3 separate regions of the Rattus norvegicus genome follow, and all the other regions are linked to region 1. Evidence: chromatin contacts called from public Hi-C data. All regions are on one chromosome and are shown on one strand. Each heading gives the region's core, a stretch centred on a gene start, on an enhancer-like site or on the middle of the called end of the contact. The rest is flanking DNA. Distances are from core to core; before and after follow the strand shown.

Region 1 (2,813 bases), core at 121-2,620:
TCTCAGCTAAAATTGCAACACTAGCGTGTGGATACATTTCAGTGACCCCCACCCCGCTCCCCGCGTGCTTCCACGTGCAGGCACCTTAGTCCAGCCACGGCCAGAGCGTATGTATTTTCTGTATTTTAAATAGTTAACTATAGTCCGCTTCCAACAAGAACAGGAGGAACATATATGAGAATGTTCTAGGTGACAGATAGTGGGATTTGAAAGATGACGCTCTTTTTATTTATGGTTTCGCGAAGGAGGACTTCTGTAGGGAAACAGACCCCCCCCCCATTTCGGAAGTCCATGATGTCGCCCTGAGTAATCGCGTGGGTATTACAGAATTAATTTAAAAGGTTTTTTGCATCGAGCAAAACAATACAAAAAAAATCTTCAAAAGGCCTCCATCTATAGATAACCCCTCTTAAAAATGAAATTCTAACAAACTACAAGTCCACACACAATCAAAAGCCAATCCCAGTCAGAGCAGAAGGGACTTGAAACCCGAATCTACATTCCGTTCCTCCCGTACAAGGCTCGGAGGTGGGGGAGGCGGGCTGTGCTGGTGCCCGGTGTATAATCGGGTTAATCCAGTAGACAAAGAATAAACCAATAGCCCTCCCACCTCACTTCCCGCTCCCCTTTCCCTCCCCCTCCTGCTCCCACCCCCACCCTCTTCGCCCCCTGGGCATCGGTGGGGGGTGGGGTGGGGGAAACACAGGAGAGAAGAGGTAGAACCGAAATGGATTCCAAATCGAATCCAAAAAGCTGCAGCTCGGCTTTCCACGCTAAGGCTGTGCGGCCGGGTTAGTTTGCAACGTCCCTCCTTCTCCTCTCCCGGCGGCGAGGAAGAAAGTTCCCTAAGTGAGCCCCAGCCCGCGGCTCGTGGCCTCTGGGGGGGAAACCCTTAAGGTCAGTGTTTCCTTGAAACTAGATAAACTGACCTCGCGGCGGCCAGCGCGGCCCCGCGTGACGGCGCCCGGGCTGCAGGAGCGACTGGGGACGCGCGGGGCGGCGCGGTTGCCCTTTTGAATGCCTCCTGCGGCTCGGAGCGCTGGCGGGCGCTGGAGTGCGAGTGAATGTAGCCCCGCGGAGCCAATGAGCTGGGACCGGATGCGATATATCCTCTGGGACAACAACTGCTCTGTTCCGCCTCGGATCCACATGACGCCATTTACTGCTGCCGCGGCCGCTGCAAAGCTCCCTGCCTCCTCCGGAAAGGCGAGGGCGCAGGCCAGCGGCGCCCCCCCGCCCGCCCCCCATCCCCGGCCGGGCCCCAGACCCTCCTCCCCCGCCGCCTCCTCCTCCCCCTCCGCACCCCCACCCCCGCCTCGGCTTCGCCGCCGCGCCTCCGCAACGCCCAGTCTGCACGAGCGAGAGCTGCGCGCCGCAGCGCCAGCGGAGGAGAGGGGCCGGCGGAGCGCGCAGCGCCCAGGCCCCCGCGCGCGCCCGGCCCGGCCCGCGGCCCCGCGCCTGCCTCCGCTCGGAAGCAGCCCCGGGCCCCCAGGACTTGGCGAGCTGGCCTTAGGTTCTTTGTAAGGCCGTGCTCGCCTCGCTTTCTCTCATCGACCAGGAAAAAAAAAAGAGAGACTCGCCAACGTTGGCGCTTCGGCCTCTTGTTCATTGAGAAAAAAAAAGGGAAAGAAAAAAAAAAGGCAGAGGAAATACTCCGCGTGCGCTTCTGGAACGGAGGTCATCTCTCTAGCTCGGAATCCGGGAGGGTTCCAACGGTGGAGGATTTGGCTTCCAAATTTTCCCGTGGTTTTAATCCTCCCACCGACTGCTTGGAAGTTGGACTGAAGCAGAGTTTGGAGAGAAGGAAAAAGTTTGCATCGGGACTGGATTTATTTGCACATCGCTGGAAGAAGAGAATCCAAGGGAGAGGGGTTGGTGCAAAGCCGCGATCACGGTGAGGAGCATTTGGCTTTTCCCCTTCTGGAACCACAGCCGGCCGGGAGTGGGGTCCGGGTTCCTCTCTCCCCCTAAACCCGCAGGCTTCCCGGGAGGATCAGGAAGCTATCCCGCGGATCTGCTTCGCCTAGAACAGGGGTTCGGCCACGGCCGGGCTACAGGGTGCGCCGGTGCAGTGTCCCCCGTCCCGCGACAGCTCACTCTCTTGCGGGGTTTGGGGCGTTGGACCGCTTCACTGCGTTCTACTCCTACCCCTGCATTGGCGACGATTCAGTCGCCGAGAGCCTTAGAGGGAGGGAAAACACTTTGTGTTTTCCAGGTCGCTGTTGCAGGCTCTGGCATTGCTAACCTGTTCTTCCATTCGGTGGAGGCTAAGTTATAGGAGAGCTAGCCTGCGGCGGGGGCGCCTGTGGGGTTGGGGTACTGGGCTTCTCACCTCTCCACCTCACCGGGGCCGAAGCCCGGCGGGCGAGCAGAGGGTAGAGTGCCAAGCGGAGGGAGTCCCCGCCTCTGCCCGGTGTGGACAGTCTAGCCCGGTGCGGGTGGGAGCGTCGCCCAGCCTGGCGCCGCGTCTCTGCGGTTCGGAAGTGCAGCTTTCTCTTTTTTTCCGTTCTTCGTGGTCGGCCTAGGTCACGCTTTTTTTTTTTTTTAAATATATTTGGACACTTAGGCTGACCTAGACAGGAAGAGAGTTATCAAGTGGTCGCGGTCGGTTTCCATTACCTGAAAGTAGGTGGCAAAATAAAAAGGCTAGTTCCCCCCTCCCTCTTTTGTGTTACTGTTTTTAAGATTTGGAGTCTTAACGCCTTTTTTACAAAGGGGTTTCTGTGTCGGTTTGCCCCACCCTAGTGCTGAAGTCCTTTCCCCCTAATCCTTAGTCTGATCACACACTGTTCTTAATGGGGGTTTCAAAGCAC
Region 2 (2,868 bases), core at 190-2,689, 330 kb after region 1:
TCTTTCTAGCGCTGTGCAGTGTACTGGTCTGGTAGCTTATCGCCTCGGAGACTCTTCGATCTTTTCCCACGGGTATCCTCTTGCTTGCCGATCACCCAGAGACCGATACGCATGTGGTCGTGTCTTCTGACAAACAACATGGCCGCCCTGGCTCCCCTTTGGTACATTCTTGTTTCATCCAAGACCAGGCTGCTCCTTTTCTCCCAAGCTCAAAGCCCCGGGCCACATAAGGGCAGCGCAGCCACATCAGAGCTGCTCCTGGCACCAACGAAAATTATTTGCCCCAAGAGGCAAACACAGCCCAGGCAGTGTCCAGGGTATCAATCCCTCTCTTCTCTGTTATAAAAGGTCCTATTGTAGAGACACAAATCATTCGGAGATGGCATAGACAATGTCTAATCAGTTAATAGCCACTGAGAAGCCACTGGGTACTGGCCCCAAACTAGATGCCGCCTGTAACCGGAGAAAAGCAGGACAGAACACGACGCGTACAGATTTATATTCCTCTCTTCTTCTAGCTCAGGACACCCGGGAAAGCATGAATCCTTTGAGCGAAAGTGGACAATGGCAGCCATAACAGAGATGACAATACTTTTATCTCTGGGCAGCCAGGTGGCAGATACGTCCCAGTGTGTTACTCACACTGGTCTAGGTTGGTGCCCTGCTTCTGTAATGAATCACCACTTTGTGGAGTTTACGGAATCTCTCTGAGATTCTCCTTCCTTGTTTGCGAAGCTAATATCTACCTCGCAAGTTCTGTAAACAACTGCAGTGTATGGAACTGCTGGATGCGTCGTGAGGCGTGCTGATAACACTCGGTGGTATTTTGTTTTCCCCGTGTCTAGAATTAGAAACGCGTCAAAAGTCTCTTACGTACAATGTCCTGTTTAGCCCTCGCGATAGCCCCACTCACATTCACTTTAGTTTTGTGAATAGCATTTCAGGGTTTGCTTTCTGAAACATAATTGAGAAAAATCCTTTTGGTTTCTGAATGTACCTCTCCTCCCTGGCAAGCGTTACAAAATACCTGAAGCTATGAAAGGGTTAATTTTATTCCCGCGTTCCAGATGTCTTCAGCACCTTGACTTTGGTAATATATTAAGAACAGTAAGTCTTTCTAATGAAAGTGAAAGGTATGCATTGTACTTAACTGGACCACTTTCCCCTGAAGAAATGTTGCTTCTGGGACTGCATCCCGCCATGTTCTACAGGGTGAGATACGGTTTGTTGAGCTTTACCCTTTTGGAGCACATTTTCAAGCGACTGAAGTTGGTATCCAGGCAGTTAAAACTACATCAGCAGTAATAGCGATGAGCTCATCTTGTATAAAGACATTTTTAGTTAAACACCACAATCTTGGGGGGTAGGGGAGTGAGTTAGTGTGCTTAACCAGGCTGGCTTGGAATAGCTCGCAATATGACGCATACCACAGGAAATCGAGTGGTATGAGGCACCTACAAAATATTTTTCAAACAAGTCATTGACGCTGTAAGCCCCATTCCTCAGCTTTAGGAAGTCACTTATTAAGAATCAACACCAGCCGTGCCAAACTAAGCTTCTGCTCTTGGTGATTTTCCAATTGAATATTCAGGGCCCTGTCTCAGTCTTGTTTTCGGGGAAGTACATGCCTGGAATGTTAGCAAGCTATTTGCTGGAAAAAATGCCCACAACAGACCCAATGTTGATTATATTAATGCGTTTGAGTGGGTATAGAGTACAAATGATTGAAAACGCTTCCAGATCCCCGTTACCGGGGACAAAGCAGCCTCTGTTCTCTGATCCGATGGTCATTTTTTTTTCCAGCAGAGGATGTGGTGCAGGAAGAGGGAAGAGTGCCAATCTCTGTCTAATGGTTCCAAATAGGGCCTGGGCCTAGCTCTTTGGATGCGACGAGTGGGAAATGAAACGCAGATGGGTCAGATGGGTAAGGAGAGGGGGATTACAGGTCAGGCCAAAGAGTTGGAATAAATTAAGTGCTTATGAGGTACAGAATGGTACATTGTTTAAGTGAATGGACAGGGGAAAAACATTCCGGCATTGTTTGGACCAGTGAGGGAACTCAAGCTTCCCCCTCCCAGACCCACAGAGGCTGCAGATCTGCGTCCTCAGGATGCGTGTGAACAAAACCCCGGAGTGTAGCCAATGGATGCCTAGAGGATTCCTCCCCGCCCTAAAGAAGCAATTTCGCTTTATTACACACGAGATGTAATTTATTGGGAGAAATGTTTGGGTTCGTGTCAGATCATAGAGAGTCAGATTTGGGGTTCCCTGGAGATCGCTGAGGAGAAGGTGAGTAACCACAAATTAATACAGCAGGGAAATAAAGCGACAGAAGTAACGCTTGAAATATTGAACCAATTTCCCCCATTTTAGCATTTTAAAACTTTGCCCATAAATCTGAAATCAACTTAGGAAAACTAAGCAGACCCTTACAAGGCAGGAATCAACACAGACAACAAAAAGGTAGGTCTAAAAGACTTTTTTTTTCTCCTTAGTTTTAGGGCTCTTCATGACTATAGATACAGACACAGATGGCTCTTCAGACAACTAGAAAGGTCTAAAATCAGATAGAAAGGAACCAATGAGATAGAGGATGGGAGTGCTGCCCCCGAGCCAAGGTTCATTCCAGTACCCACAGGAGAGCGTTAACATCTTTGAGATATCCTCTAACCTCCACAAGCCGGCCATGTTCAGGACCTGTGCACACTCTCTCACACACAGAGAAATAAGCAATGGAGAAATACAAGCCATACAGGTAACTTTAAACACCGAGGGTGATAGTGGATCTGTCCATTCTGTGAGAGAAAAAAATCATAAAATTACAGTGTATATACATGCCTAGTTCTTTAATTACAGGTAATTGTGGGA
Region 3 (2,700 bases), core at 103-2,602, 360 kb after region 1:
CAAAGATTGTTTGGATGTAACAGGAAGAAAATCCTGCTAAATGAACCCAAATGCTTTCTTAATAGCAGAGAGTTTGTGTGTCTGTGCATGTGTGTGCCTGTAGAGTGTGTGTGTGTGTGTGTGTGTGTGTGTGTGTGTGTGTGTTTTCATTCTAATACCTCAAAAAATTGTAAGATCTACTAAATCAGCAACAGTTTTAGAATAGAGAAGGGAAAACATTAAGACATTGTCAATGATATAATTAAATCAAAGTAAAATTCTTTTATAAAATAGCAAAGAGCATAATGTAACATTGAGAAACACGTTTGTAAAGCAAACTATTGATGATGACTACCTTCGGAAATGCAGAGGCTGGCTTTTCCCTTTCTGCATCCAGGATGCGGGCATTAATTAGTGCATTTAAAATAAGCTTAAGATGGGGGCAGAGAGGTGGCTCTGTGGTTATGAGCACTTGCTGCTCTTTCAGGGGACTTCAGTTCAGTGCCCAGCACCCATATGACAACAAACAGCCACCTGTCATTCCAATTTCGAAGATTCTGATGCCCTCCTCTGACTCCTGCTAGAGCATATGCATGCAGACAAAACACTCATATACATAAAATCAACACTTTTTAACAGATAGCTTAAAATTCAGAAATCCCAGCCTAAGACTATATCCGGGAATTGCTATCAGGATATCAAAGAGGTATCTGTGCTCAAGTTGCTTGCATCACTCCCCGATCACAGCAGCTAAGATAAGGAATCGACCTAAATGGCCATCCCTGGATGAACACATGAAGAAAACGAGGAATCCATACACAGTGGAGTTACTCATCCTTGTGAAAGAAATTCTGTCATCGGCAAAAACATGAGTGAACCTGGAAGATATCATGCCAGGAGAAATGAGTCAAACACAAAAGGGCAACTATAGATAAATCTCATTTACATATGGAATCCTAAAATGATAACCTCAGCGAATTAGAGCAAAGAATCTCTTTAGCAGGACTGAGAGTAAAGGGGATCGGGAAAATAGAACCCTTTTCATCTTTTAATAGAACTGCCTGGAGCTGGTGGCTACCCTCTGTGGGAATGGCAGCGATGGTTATGACAGTATCAGTGAGAGGAGATGAATACATGTTCATCATGTGCCGGATACTGTTCTGTTTTTATGAATGTGTTCATCGAATAGTTACAGAATTCTGAGGCTTCCACTTAATGCTTGGTCATGGGCACAGCTTGTTTGCCGAGCTTTCCTCTCTGTAACCAGTTCGTCTCTCTTGACTCCTGCTGTTGGGCAGTCAGTCAGGCACAGCAAAACTCTAGAGTTGACACGCACTGCTGAAGGGTTCCCTTGCCCTCTGAGGAGCCATGCAGCGACAGCAATGGAAGGCTGTTGTGGCATCTTCCTTTGCTATGAGACTCAACACTGTCCCTCTCTGGCAACCGGCACCATTAGCAGATTTCCGGAATGGCCTGGTTACAAGATAGCTGCCACCTTTGTTGACAGTACTTCATTCCAGATGCAGAAATAGCAAATGGTGGGAGTCTTTATTTCAAGAAGAAAAAAAAAAACATTCTGAATACTTGTTTCTGATTGCAGTAGAAGCATCATGCCAGCTTTTGTCTTGAATTGCAGGCACTAAAATGTTTGTCCAGACGTGACCAAAATAAGCACTCTTTACCCATCCCAAATAACCTTATCTTAGTAAGTTATCGATCTAGAACCTTATCCAATCATCGTAATTGGCTGAGCAGTCCTTACATACATCATTCACGTTGTCAACCTGGATGAGACTGTTCCGTTTCTGCAATTGAAATTTTCAGTCAGCTGTGACTCCTTTTTCGTGAGTCAGCCCCGCTGCTGGGTCAGGATGCTGGCATTGATGGGCAAACAAACTTTGCTTCTTCATTGCCTATTTGCTGAAAGGCTGCTGCAATCATTCATGAGCTGAGCGTGAGGTACCTCACCTTAAAAGCAAAATAACCACCACAGAATTCCCCACATCATGGAACATGTGCTCAGTACAGACATGGAATAACGCTAAACGGAAAAGAGAAAAGGTAAAAATGGCTACATGGCCAAACGGTGTAATACATACAGATCTGACAAAACAAAACCTACTACAGAATAGAGAAAAATGCCTCTGAAATATGACCATGTTCCTGTCTGTCGAAAGCACATTATTAATGCTAGTGCACTGGGATCAGACAACTTCAATGCCAATAAAACCACCAAATTAATATACAAGTACACTAGGCATAAAGCTCAGCAGGATTTAATTACTCCCTCCCCATCTTTGTTGTCATTGTAGTTTTTGATGTTTTTATTTTGAGACAGGATCTCGCTACATAACCTAGAACTCATGACCCTCCCGCCTTGGCTTTCTAGTACCAAGACTAAGAATGTACCACCACAGTGGTACTTTAATAAAGTGGGCTTTATTAAGTTCTGACTCCTGGTCAGAAAACAAGGGGATTGTATGTCCTCATTAGCACGATTTGTTCACTGGATAAGTTGGGAATAGGTAAGATATTAAATCAAAGTCCTCTGTTGTTTCCAGCTTGGGTTTTTCACACGGGTGGTGACTGAGCCTTATATACACTGTGATGATTTGAATGAGAAATGTTCCCCTCGGGGTCATATATGTGAACACTTCACTTCTTGTTGGCACTGCTCGGGGACATTATGGACCATTTAGGTGGCAGAACCTTGCTGAAAGA

What was found. Hi-C and Micro-C count contacts between places; a contact is called where the count stands out from the background.
Region 2: a Hi-C map of the A7r5 cell line shows a contact between it and region 1, with 4 times the contacts expected there. The contact joins the enhancer-like site here to the promoter of Spry2 in region 1. A contact is called at or near these places in 4 of 12 Hi-C or Micro-C datasets (the A7r5 cell line, Schwann cells, mammary epithelial cells and 1 more) and 1 of 1 datasets of contacts at active chromatin or transcription factors (oligodendrocytes).
Region 3: a Hi-C map of prefrontal cortex shows a contact between it and region 1, with 4 times the contacts expected there. The contact joins the enhancer-like site here to the promoter of Spry2 in region 1. A contact is called at or near these places in 5 of 12 Hi-C or Micro-C datasets (Schwann cells, frontal cortex, liver and 1 more) and 1 of 1 datasets of contacts at active chromatin or transcription factors (oligodendrocytes).

Annotation. Positions count from the first base shown.
Region 1 is chr15:89,110,483-89,113,295 of GRCr8, reverse strand. Spry2 (sprouty RTK signaling antagonist 2) reads left to right here and starts at 1,370. Exons shown (of 2, transcript NM_001393836.1): 1 at 1,370-1,894.
Region 2 is chr15:88,780,957-88,783,824 of GRCr8, reverse strand. No RefSeq gene overlaps it. Among named protein-coding and RNA genes, the nearest start is that of Trnap-agg90, 290 kb to the right of the region's middle. Within about 2 kb of position 1,439, at least 59 of the 93 cell types and tissues checked have an H3K27ac peak or open chromatin away from gene starts, as enhancers often do. A contact at or near this core is called in the A7r5 cell line and Schwann cells, where this site is marked.
Region 3 is chr15:88,748,888-88,751,587 of GRCr8, reverse strand. No RefSeq gene overlaps it. Among named protein-coding and RNA genes, the nearest start is that of Trnap-agg90, 260 kb to the right of the region's middle. Within about 2 kb of position 1,352, at least 4 of the 93 cell types and tissues checked have an H3K27ac peak or open chromatin away from gene starts, as enhancers often do.